Linked DNA regions of Oryctolagus cuniculus: region 1 is linked to region 2. The links are chromatin contacts, called in public Hi-C maps. All regions are on one chromosome and are shown on one strand. The core of a region is the stretch at or near the end of the contact, and the rest is flanking DNA. Distances in the headings are between cores, read along the strand shown. Region 1 holds the start of MME (membrane metalloendopeptidase). Region 2 has its middle 58 kb from the start of STRIT1.

Region 1 (6,008 bases), core at 2,709-5,208, 150 kb before region 2:
CTGCAAGTGGGATCCACTACCCACACAATAACTGCTCCTAATGATCCTTTTCAAAAACAGTTGATCAAACATTTGCAAGTGTTCCAGGCAGGGTCCTTTATTTCCATATTGCCAGAATCCAGGCATTCCACTGTTAGTAAGTAAAGTTTGGCCCCTGGGAAGACTACTTTCTCCTCTGTTCCTGCATTGACCAAACTGAGTGACTCTGGACAACTTAAGCTTACTGATTTACTTACTTGATGTGTCTGGGGGTTCCTTAATAGATCCCTTACAAGCGAAATTATCTCAAATCTGCATAACCTCCTACTAGAAAGAGATTTCACATTCTTGATAAAAACCCGTATGTTTCTAATGAACTTTCATGAGATCAGTATTTATGGGAAGGCAGTTACCCATCTATACTCTTGACTACCACTTGAAAGAGTCTAAAAATAACTGTAACTAGGCCTTATTTGGTTTAGCTTTTTTTAAAATTTTTATATATTTCTTTTTTGAAAGAGGGATCTCTCATTTGCTAGTTCATGCCCCAGATACTCACAACAGTCCAGGCCAGGAACTCATTAGAGCTCTCCCATGTGAGTGACAGGAACCCAAGTACATGAGCCATTACCTGCTGACTCCCAGTGTGCACACTGGCAGGAAGCTGGAGTTGGGGATGAATAGAGTCAGAACTCAAACCCAGGCACTCTGCTGATATGAGATGGCAGCAGATGTCCCAAGTAGCATCTTAACAAATGTGCCAAATGCCTGCCAGTGATGAAGCCATTTTGTCTTTTGATGCCCATCCTAACTAACATCATTCTTTTGCTTGTAAAAGTCCCCACCAGGAATGAACTTTGAAATTGGCTTCCTGCAGATTTTTCTCCTGAAATGAAAATATGACATGTGTTCATAATGGAATACTGTGGAAAGTTTCCATTAATGACTTAAAAAAATAAATTACATCTTCAAGTCAAAGTTCAGAGGCTCTATAAATAAACCAGATCATCCTATTTTCTATTCCTGAACTGCAAGGGAATACTTACCTTCCAACAGAATTTCATCTGTTTAAAATTTTGTGCCAGCATTGTGGCACATCTGGTTAAGCAGTGGCCTGCGATGCCAGCATCCCATATGAGCAACTGTACGATTCCTGGATGTTGCACTTTTCATTCAGCTCCCTGCCAATGTGCCTGGAAAAGCAGCAGAAGACATTCCAAATGTTTGATCCCTCGATATCTATGTGGGAGACCTTGATGGAATTCCAGGCTCCTGACTTCAGCCTGCGCCCACCAAGTCCTTGCAAGCATTTGAGGAGTGAACAAGCAGATAGAAGATCTCTCTTGTGTCTTTCCCTCTCTCTCTGTAAGCCTGCCTTTCAAATACATAAAATAAGTATTTAAAAAGTTAAAAATAAAATAAAATTTAGTGCAAGAACTTAACTTGAAAAGTTTAAATATGAAGGTTAAGGCCAAGCACATGAGCTTAATTCTCTTGCATTAATCAGGTATGCATGTAAGTGTTCATACATATGGCTGTATATGAAGAAACTGAGAACCGGCTAAATGGGAAAAAATAAGAGAAAATATTTTCTAACTCATCAAATTCATTGTTGATGATGTCCAGTTAAAATAAAATTGTAATTTTTATCTGAAAAGTAATAGTGTTTAAGAAGTGTCAGAAGACCGAGATTTCTCAACTAATGGAGCTGAGTGAATCAGTTTATGCAAAAGTAACCAGGCTTCCTGGTCAGTTCAGTGGAGTGCTTCCCCAGGGCATTGGCTAAGTTCCATGCTCCTTTGGTGGGGACTTAGACCAGGATTTTAGGGTTATTATGAGCCTTAAGAGTCTATAATCTGCACACAGAAGGAGGAAAGTACAGAAATACAAGTAGTACTTTTCATGTCCATCCATCAGATTTCTTTATTAACTTAATTACCTAAAGATTGGTTAACTTTTTAAGGAAGTCTCCATTTTATTTCATTTAATTTATTAGCACTTTTCATTTTCATTTAATTTATTAACCACTTCTCCTGGCTTTTCAGTTTTGTCTTCTAGAAAAATGATGTAAAATTTGTTAGTGCCAAGGGACTCTTCTCAAGCAGTAAGTAATTCTGATGTTTAAAACAGATAATTGCAAGTTTGGAAAACCCCGTAGTGTTTCAGTATGAATTCCGCAGAGTATGTGTGTTTGCAATTATATATAATTCAAAGGAAGAAAGGGATCAATGGTAAAGCTCCTTATATAGTTGGCATTTTATAATTGAATTTAAAACCTTAGAAAGAAAAAAAGGGGTGGGGCGGGGCAGCAGGAGGCTGGGTTCCTCTGAGCACCTTGCCAGTTAATGCTGCTGAAGCTTTCTTTTATAAACTGCCTTTGTGCAAAAAGTATTTCCTTGTTTCTTATTGTATTTTAAACCCCCCTTAGAAGGAAGGAGTGTCTTAAGTGAAAATGTTGTGTTGCTTGGCGGCGGATTGATATTGACAAGGGTCCAGACAAGGCACAGATAATTTTGGTAGGTGTAGCAGACACACCTTAGCTTTTTGTTCCCTCTCCTTGTCGCTCCCCACTGCCAACACCCCAAGTCTCCACGGTTTCAAGATTCCCCAGAGTGGAGAGGTGGGAGCGGAGAGTTTCTGGACAGAGCTTACTATCCTACTGCTCTGACCAAGGAAAGAAGTGGTTAAAGGAAGGAAGGAAAAGGTGAAGGAGGGAAGGAAAAGAAAATACAGCAAAAGTTAGAAGGGAATGAAAGAGAAAAATTAAAGCCGAGAAAGGGAGGAAGGAAGCGTGGATGCTGGGAGAGAAAGGAGCGAAGAGAGAGAGAAGCATTGTTGTCTGCGGTGCACTCACAAGAGAGGCAGAGCCCACTTCAGCGCTGCAGAATCCCAAAGAGACCCAGTATTGTTTTCCTGAAAGCCCCGAAGCTAAGCAATCCCAAGAATGTTTGGCGAGGCCCTTTTGGGAATGATGAGGTGGGGAAACTGGGGGCGTGGGGAGACTTTCTCGCCGCCCCCTCCCCCGGGGCCCCCTCACACGGTGTGGCAGCATTTGGGAGACCCAGCGGAAACCTTCAGGTCACCCGGGGAACTGCTCCTCTCCTCGGTCCTGCCGCGGCGAGGCAGAGGGTAGGAGCGCCGAGACGCGCGGGGCGCGGAGATGTGCAAGTGGCGAGGCTTGACCGAGCGCAGGCGGGAGCAGCCGCCCAACTCCCGGCGCGGGATCTGCTGAGCGGCCACGGTGAGTCTCTCCGTGTGCGGGTCCCAGGGATGCCTGGGGTGCCGGGCCGCCCCCCTGTCCGGGCCGTGGCTGGCGCGGAACCTCCCCGGCGTCCGGCCTCGGCTGAACTCGGCGCCGCCGCCAGCCGCCCGGATCCCTCGGCGCTCCGGGTGCGCCGGGGGACCCACGGACCGACCCGCGCTCGGCGGGGCTCCCCAACCGCCCACCCGCCCGCCGCCCGGCCCCGCGCGCTCATTGGTCCGGATGTGCCTGCTCTGCAGCCTCCAACTTCTCCCGAATCCCACTGGTGAGTCCCGGGAGAGCAAGCCGGCACCTGGGAGCTGGGGGAGAAGGGTCCAAAGGGCTCGAGCGCCCTGGGAGTCGGGAGCCGCTGGGACGGGCCCGAGGGGGAGCAGCGCCGGGCCAGAGGAGCGGCTGCCGCCGGCGCGTGGAGCAGGGTCCTCGGTCCGGGTCCCGCGCGACCTGCGCGCCCGGGACCCGCGGCCGGAGGCGGAGGAGGCGTGCCCTGGGAAAGAGCTGTGGCTGGGACCTGAGGAGGGAGGGAGGGAGCGGGGGAGGGAAGGGGCAGCGAGGGTGACCTGGAGGAGGGCTCTGCGAGTGATGTCAGGTCGACTCTTCAGGTTTATTACCAGAGCTCCCTGCAGCCTGTGACTCCGGGAGTTATGTTTGGTTACCGAGATCAGCGCTACCTAACTGCGGCGGGGCTGATCTGGGGGCTGGGGATTTGCCATTCCGCTGTACAGACACTGGTTTTGTTAACAGCAAGGTTTGTGTTCATTTTGGTTTCTGTTGGATTTTCTTCTCGTTTTGTTAACTCACTTTTCTATTTTTACTTTTCTTAACCTGAAGATCTTTCCGCGATCCCACCTACTCATCTCGCTTTGCAACCTGGATTTCCTATTATATAATTTATGCTTCAATCACCCAAGGGTGGGTTGGCGCGGGGTGGGTGGGAGTGTTCTTTTGTAGGTGTAAGTTTTTTAAAGAAGGGCTCCTTAACCGGTATCAATCTACTTGTATTCTTTGAAAAAAAAAGGGGGGGGGGATTGCAACGGAACATCTCTCTTCAGCCTCTTATGGACTCCATTCCTCTTCTCTATGTTCGGGCGATTCAAATGGCAATTTTACTCAACTGAAAACTAGTTCCAGACTTCCAACGTCAACATTGGCAGCTGCTGAATGGCAAATGGGCTATCCAGGCGGGTAGCGTGGCTCCCTTACTCTGTTGCCAGGTTCCAGCAGTTTAAAAAATGGTCTAATACCTTCTCGGACTGGAAGCTGTGTGTCTGGTCCTAGAGCTACACTACACATGGGAGCAGTGTGGTTGGGACTTTGTGTCCAGATCTCCGTATTTCGTACACGGAAAACGCCTAGAAATTAATGTCTGGAGGAAAAAAAAAAAAGATTTCTCCTGAGAACCTACCTGCGAACCTACCTGCTCAGCTTCTGCAAACATAGTCAATGTGGAACCTGTTCCTCCTTCCTGTGCCTCAGTTTCCATAATGCAACCTGTAGTTACACAGCACATCTTCAAGGACTTGAAATAACTTAATGCTGTCATGTGCTGGGAAAATGAAAATTGCTCAGAGTCAGGCTTCCCTTTAACCAATCAGTTATCTTCCACATTCCAGGATTCAGCTATCTGATAAAGTCATGCTTATGCTCAGCTGCTCTAAGAACTGCTGCTTAACAGTGCTTTGAAATTTAGCTTATCCTCTAGCAAAAGAATTTATTCTTTCGGTGATGCCGTCAAGCTGTAGTTAGCAGGATTCTTGCTGGGTTAGAGCTGCTAATTCTCTGATCTTGTCTTCTATGGCAGTGTCTACTGTTCAGTTTACACATTTTAACGCATTTCCAGTTGAGATGAAGCAGTTTAACCATGTAGGCACGTTTTTGCACACTCTGCCTTAAATGGGACTACTAGTATCACTGTATAGCTTTTTGGAGTTTTGTTTATTTGTTTCCCTGTTCCCTCCTCCCCCCTCTTACTTGTGATTGGTGGTGGTTGAGTTGGATGTGCAGGTAAGGGAGTGGGAGTCGGTGATATGTGCCCTGAATTCTGACTCCTGTTTTCTTAAGAGAAAATAATGAATCATTGACAATTACCTAGAGGTCACTGACGAAGTTGGTTATGAGGTTAAACATGCATTGCTGCTACTTTTGTCCAATGTTGTGGTAAAGTGCTGTTTAGGAGCAAAAGATTACTTTGAAGAAGTGGGACTATGGAAGAAAGTTTTCAGATGATTCAAAGATGATGCATGTAAAAGGACTAAACAACATCAGATACTGCCTTAATTTCCATGTCACTATTTCTGCAGTGTTAGGTGCCAAGCGCTAGAACCCATCTTCCCTGGCACCCCATTTTCAAGGATAAGGGGAGAAGCCATGGAAAAGTAACCAGGAAGGGAGAAATGCTTGCCTACTAATATCTACTGGATCTGCTGCACCAGAAACTGTGGCAGTGGTAAAGAGAACCTCTAATTTACCATTGGCTGCCCTGATTCCCCTGCCAAGTCTAAGAAAGAAATAATAATAATAATAAAGTTTATAGCAGTAAAACATTTATCTATATTGTCTTTCAAAATCTTATTAGAACAGGAGGAGCGATCTTTAAGAAAGGGAAATAGGTGAGCAAATGTGATTAAATGTATTCATTCTTTAAGTCAGTCTTGAAATCTGGAAGACTAGGAAAATTAGTCTTTTTTATTGTTTACCTCTCTGTAGGGTGTTCAAGTATTAAATATACTTCCATCTTCTCTTTACCCAACCATCACCCCTATTAAAGTAG
Region 2 (5,915 bases), core at 1,759-4,258:
TGGGTTGAATTTCTATCTCCTGGCTTCAGACAGACCTAACCCTGTCTGTTGTGAGCATTTGGGATGTGAACCAACAGATAACAGATGGGGGTGCTCTATCTGTCTGCCTTTCAAAAAATTTTTTTAAAGATTTATTTATTTATTTGAAAGTCAGAGTTACACAGAGAGAGAAGAGGCAGAGAGAAAGGTCTTTCATCCGATGGTTCAATTGGTTGCAATGGTCGAAGCTGTGCCGATCAGAAGCCAGGAGCTTCTTCCAGGTCTCCCACGTGGGTGCAGGGGCCCAAGGACTTGGGCCATCTTCCACTGCTTCCCAGGCCATAGCAGAGAGCTGGATCAGAAGTGGAGTAGCTGGGTCTTGAAACGGCGCCCATATGGCTGGCACTTCAGGCTAGGGCACTAACCCACTGCACCACAGTGCCAGCTCCTCAAAAATTTTTTGATATAAAAAATAAAACACTACATAGTACCCCATAAGTATGCTTAATTGTTTGTCAACTACAAATGAATAAGTTAAAAACATCTGCATTTGCTTTGACACTCCTCTTACCAAGAAGCAGGCTCTAGGGCTGCTTCTCCTGAACAGGGCAGGCCTTTCCGGGGGACTGTGGAACTTCTGAGAATGAGTGATAAAAGGCAATACAGGCCAGCACCGCGGCTCACTAGGCTAATCCTCCGCCTTGTGGCGCCGGCACACCGGGTTCTAGTCCCATTCAGGGCGCTGGATTCTGTCCCGGCTGCTCCTCTTCCAGTCCAGCTCTCTGCTGTGGCCAGGGAGTACAGTGGAGGATGGCCCAAGTGCTTGGGCCCTGCACCCCATGGGAGACCAGGAGAAGCACTTGGCTCCTGCCTTTGGATCGGCGCAGTGCGACGGCCACAGCACGCCGGCAGCGGCGGCCATTGGAGGGTGAACCAAGGCAAAGGAAGACCTTTCTCTCTGTCTCTCTCTCTCACTGTCCACTCTGCCTGTCAAAAATAAAAATAAAAATAAAATAAAAAGGCAATACAGCTCCCCCCAGCGCCCTGCCCTTAGTGCTCAGCTGCCATGATGTGAGGAGACCCGAGTCCACAGGGGAGGAAACGTGTGGTGTTCCGGCCAAGAGGACCCGCTGAGGTTCCTGGTAATGACCAGCATTCACCACCAGACGTGTAAGGGACAATGCCTACGCAATGACTTCAGACTCAGTCGCTGACTGCAGCCACAGGGAGACACTGAGTAAAACCAGTCTGTCTTGTTCCATCAGCTCACAGAACCCAGGGGATTACTCACAAATTATTACTGTTATTTTACACTCAGTTTGTTCAGCAACAAAAATTCAAAACTGGTGTGGTATCTGTAGGACTGTCACTGGATTGAGAAAATGATGGATTCTGTGGCTCAGAAAGTATAATGTCCACATGTCCAGGGCCCAGACTCTGCCATAGCACCCCTGATTACACTTTCCATTTGGGATTATTGTGTGTGTACTTCCCTACCTCCTCTCTGGTGAGGTGGTATGCACTTTGTAAATACATGAAGAAAAGGGAGAAAGAGCACGGGGCAGGCTGGGAACTGGCCCTAGCCGATTGGAGATCGGAGCAACAATCCCAGGATCCCACTAGAGTCCTTAATAGGTTGAATTTGGTAAATGCTTCCAGATGGTGCCAAGCTGATGAGTACTGGTGATGCTAGCAACTCCATTACCCACCAATAGAACGACCATGTCTCTTCATACCCTAGGGCACATTTCTTACCATGACACAAATGAAACAACAGAGTCTACAGGGCACAGTTTCCAGGAGTAGCAATTGACCTTCAGTCATTCATTTCTAAGTATCTACCTATTAGATGATTGGCACAAAGGTAAACCATTCAAAATACAATTTTGTATTGAAACAAGCAAAGATGCTTTTTCACTGTTTCAGTCCCATCCCACGATATGCCAAGAGCCTCAGAGGGAAGTATTCACTTTTCACAGCTCTCAGGAGCAGAGACTTTAAGAAACCCTCATTTAAGGCATTCACAAAAATGTTTACATTGTAATGTCTTCACAAAACATAAGCCAAAACTGGTAGTCCATTGCCTAATTTGCCTCATCTGCAGATATGCCTTGTTTGAATCCCGGAGCAATTTGTCTCTTAAAGAATTTGAATTAAAGGCCAATAATTAAGACTCATGACTTATTTTCCAAGCTGGATTTCTGGATTCCCTAGGGAAGTAACCGGAAAAGGGAGCAGCTGAGGGTCTACGTCCTCAAGTAGCAACAGCCAGCTGAAGTCAGCCTCAGCTTTCCCTGTAGATGAGACGAGTCTGGTCCCAGAAGCTGGCCACTGTCCTCACCACTTTTTGTCCACACATCAGACTTGTGCCGTGCTTCTCTTATCCATGCTACCTGGCTTGCCCTAGAAAGTATTGGAATCTGTACCCCCCAGATCCAGATGGACACTGAATCATTCGGGCCCTTTTCCAGCATTCAGCACTGTCTTCTCCAACTTCTAGAAGTTCCAGACACAATCTTCATAGTCAGATCTGGAAACTGAGGCTCATCTGCCCAAATCACCAATCATAGAGTTGCAGAGCCACGATGCACCCATTTTTCTGATTACGGTCATAGGATTCTGAAGAGAGTCACATAACCACAGAGATCAGAAAGAGACCCAGGTTTGGTTGACACTCAAAGAAAGAATCAAACACAAAATTTACGTCTTCCATGAACACAGAGTTCCAGGAAAACTGGGCAAAGAGAGGAAGCAAGGAAGTTAAACCTGGCTATTTTACAACATGTCCTCTCCTTATGGGACAGATTCCTTCCCACAGCTGAGAAAGGGGGTGAAGGATTCTCAAACATCATTGGATTCTGGCAAGAAGGAGTTGGAGTGGCCTCCTCACCACAATAAAAGCAACTAAGTAGCAGAGCCCCGGTTTTCAGAGCACCCTGTGTGCGTGGTTGTCACCATATCCACCTCGGTGACAGTGAGTGTTCACCATGAGTCATGGTTTTGTTTTCTGGGCTCAGTGGCCTGTGGTCTGGCAGCAACCGAGAGCTGGGATTTTGCAACAGCTGTTCGTGTCACCTGGGAAGGCAACTGAGCATGCAATGGGGTAATTTTTATCAGCTCATGAGCACAGTCTTTGCCTGCCAAAAGGCCAGATTTCTCAGCTAGAAAAAAAATCATATTCCTATCTGGAACCAGTGTGTGATCTTTCAATACCTTTAAATGCCGAGGTGTAAATTCTTCTTATGCCACATGGTCTTAAATCACTCTGTCTCTCCTTCCAATTTAAGGCACAGTAACTCCTAAAGGGCATGACTACAACATTTTTTCAGATGTTTTGGTAACTTGGAAAGGGTTATCAGCAAGTAGGGTGGAGATAAAGGCTCAGCCCATCTTTCTAACTTATCTTAAGATGCCTTTCTGAGGGCTTCAGAAAGCTGCAGACCTGTTCCCTATCAGGGTTTCCAAACACAAACCTTTCCCTCAGACAACTGTCCCAGACTCCTTCATTTCATGGTTTTACTCTGGTATTTCCAGATGTCATTGTCAGCCCATCCTCCCTGGAAGTCTCCCTCACCCCCTTGATCCTGCATTTGCCTTTCCCTGGACCTTTTCCAGCCTCTCTGTGGCCCGCAGCCATGGGAGAAACAATGACTGTGTGAGGACCACAGGCACTGCCTGTCCCTGCAAACAGCACACGGCAATGACAGAGGATGCCACAGTGGGGACTGCCCACTCCCCTCCTGCCATGGGAAATGCTCTTAACGTGAGTGGGAAAACAAAACCAGCTCATTTTCTCAGCAAATGCAACATAAAAACTTACCAAACATACTTAGCTGGCAGGTCAAAGATCTAAACCTTCATTAAGTCCTGGAACACAGTTAAGAGTTGGAAAAATCATAACATGTCTATCAGTATCACTAATTGGGAACTGATCAAAGCTTTCTCATTTAAATGCCCTCACAGATTAATGTGGTTATTTTGAAGGCAGCCTGATGGTAACAAGGGGGAGGTTTCAAGGCAAAAAGCATTTAAATCAAGTAATATGGGAGGAGAATGGAACATGAAATTTTATTTAGGTCATTATGTGATAAAATTATCTGTATGTGGATTCCAGAACTGAAAGTAGAAGTAGTGCTAACAGAAAATTCTAGATAAAATGTATTGCAGTGAATATATGTGGTTGTCACTTTCATTTGCAATAATCTTTTAATAGTGCTTTTTGGTCTCATCAAATCTAGACTGATAATCAGCAAGTATTGATTCCAACCCCATTCTTCTACTGTAAGCTTTGTACTTCGTTCCTCTGAAGTTTTGAAGGCTTCTGGTCTTGAGTCCTATATAGGATGCAAATAACAGTGGCAGGGATTCTATCTCAGTTTACTAAGTGACTATCTCAGAGAAGAAACAAAGTCTTAGGAGGAATTGATTGATGACAGAGACTAAGAGGATACAGGAGAAATCATTACAGACACAGGGAGAATGCAAGGAATACAGCGCACGTGTGTGTGTGTGTGTGTGTGTGTGTTTTGAAAGCCAGAGAAAGTGGAAGGAGGCAATTCTAGAAAGGATTTCAAAAAGGCCTCCTTCTCCTCTTCCCCCAGGCAGCCACTTCACAGATTGAAAACATAGCCCCGTCTCTCTCATGCAATGTACCCACTTACCCACTCTTACTCCACCCTATTCAACTTATAAACTAAAAGGAAAGTCCAAGCTGGCTGTACTGTGCCCCACTCAGGGAACAGGTATGGATAAGAGTAAACAAGGAAACAATAAGTGCCTGAATTTTACAGAGGGACAAAGAATAATGGTTTGATTCCAAGAGGTACCAGGCCATTCAGATGGGCCACTAGTAGGCTGTTTCTATTACACTCTTGGGGATCATTACTCCTGGGAAAAGAACCACTGCATTTGATCCTATGAAAATCCTAGCATGCCTTCCTGATGAAATAGCATGTCACCAGGACAAGATATTGTTTTGGAACAAAGGGGGAACAAATGTGGGCTATTCTGAGATAGCTGGAAAGTCATGATTATCCCACAGATTGGACCAGACAATGTAATCAGTGTGTGGCTAATGCAAAGAGCATTTTAATAATATAGTTTCCATTTTTCTTTAACACAAGTGGTCATTCTTTGTTAATTATCATGCGTTGACCCAACAAAGGGCAGAAGAAGAAATATTTGTTTCTGATTACTTGTACTGTTGTTTTCCTTAGGAAAGGAGATGAGTGTTGGTGAATGTTGAAAAGAAGTTGCCAGAAAACATAAATCAGATTCTTGGCTCCCACGTGAAAGAGATCAGAATGTTTGGAGTAGTACACGCATCTGCCAAACCTCCGCGTTCACATTTGCACCACAGACTCCCTCCAAATCATGCACATGAGGAAACTTCAAAAAATTTGTAGAAATGGAATTTAAAGATAACTTTAGGAGCCAGTGCTGTAGTGCAGTAGGCTAAGCCGCTGCCTGTCATACCAGCATCCCACATGGGCACCCGTTTGTGTTGTAGCTGCTCCTCTTCCAATCCAACTCTCTGCTAATGCACCTTGGAAAGCAGTAGAAGATGACCTAACTTCTTGGGCCCCTGCACCCACGTGGGAGACGTGGAAGAAGCTCCTGGCTCCAGATATGCTCAGCTCCAGTTGTTGCAACTGTTTGGGGAGTGAACCAGCAGACCCTTCTCTCTATCTCTCCATCTCTGTCTATAAAACTGCCTCTCAAATAAATAAATAAAATCTTAAAAAAGAAATAACTTTTTAATTTTTTAAAGATTTATTTATGTGAAAGTCGGAGTTCACAGAGAGAGAGAGAGAGAGAGTCAGAGAAAGAAAGAGGTCTTCCATCGCTGGTTCACTCCCCAGTTGGCCACAACATCTGGAGCTGTGCCAATCCAAAGCCAGGAGCCAGGAGCTTCTTCCCATCTCCCATGCAAGAGC

The links. Hi-C and Micro-C count contacts between places; a contact is called where the count stands out from the background.
Region 1: a contact with region 2 is called in a Hi-C map of an unstated tissue, with 4 times the contacts expected there. The contact joins the promoter of MME here to the enhancer-like site in region 2. A contact is called at or near these places in 2 of 6 Hi-C or Micro-C datasets (psoas muscle and an unstated tissue).

What each region holds. Positions count from the first base shown.
Region 1 is chr4:125,925,856-125,931,863 of mOryCun1.1, reverse strand. It overlaps MME (membrane metalloendopeptidase), which reads left to right and starts at 3,958. Exons shown (of 23, transcript NM_001101685.1): 1 at 3,958-3,986.
Region 2 is chr4:125,773,559-125,779,473 of mOryCun1.1, reverse strand. No RefSeq gene overlaps it. Among named protein-coding and RNA genes, the nearest start is that of STRIT1, 58 kb to the right of the region's middle. Within about 2 kb of position 3,008, at least 1 of the 8 cell types and tissues checked has an H3K27ac peak or open chromatin away from gene starts, as enhancers often do.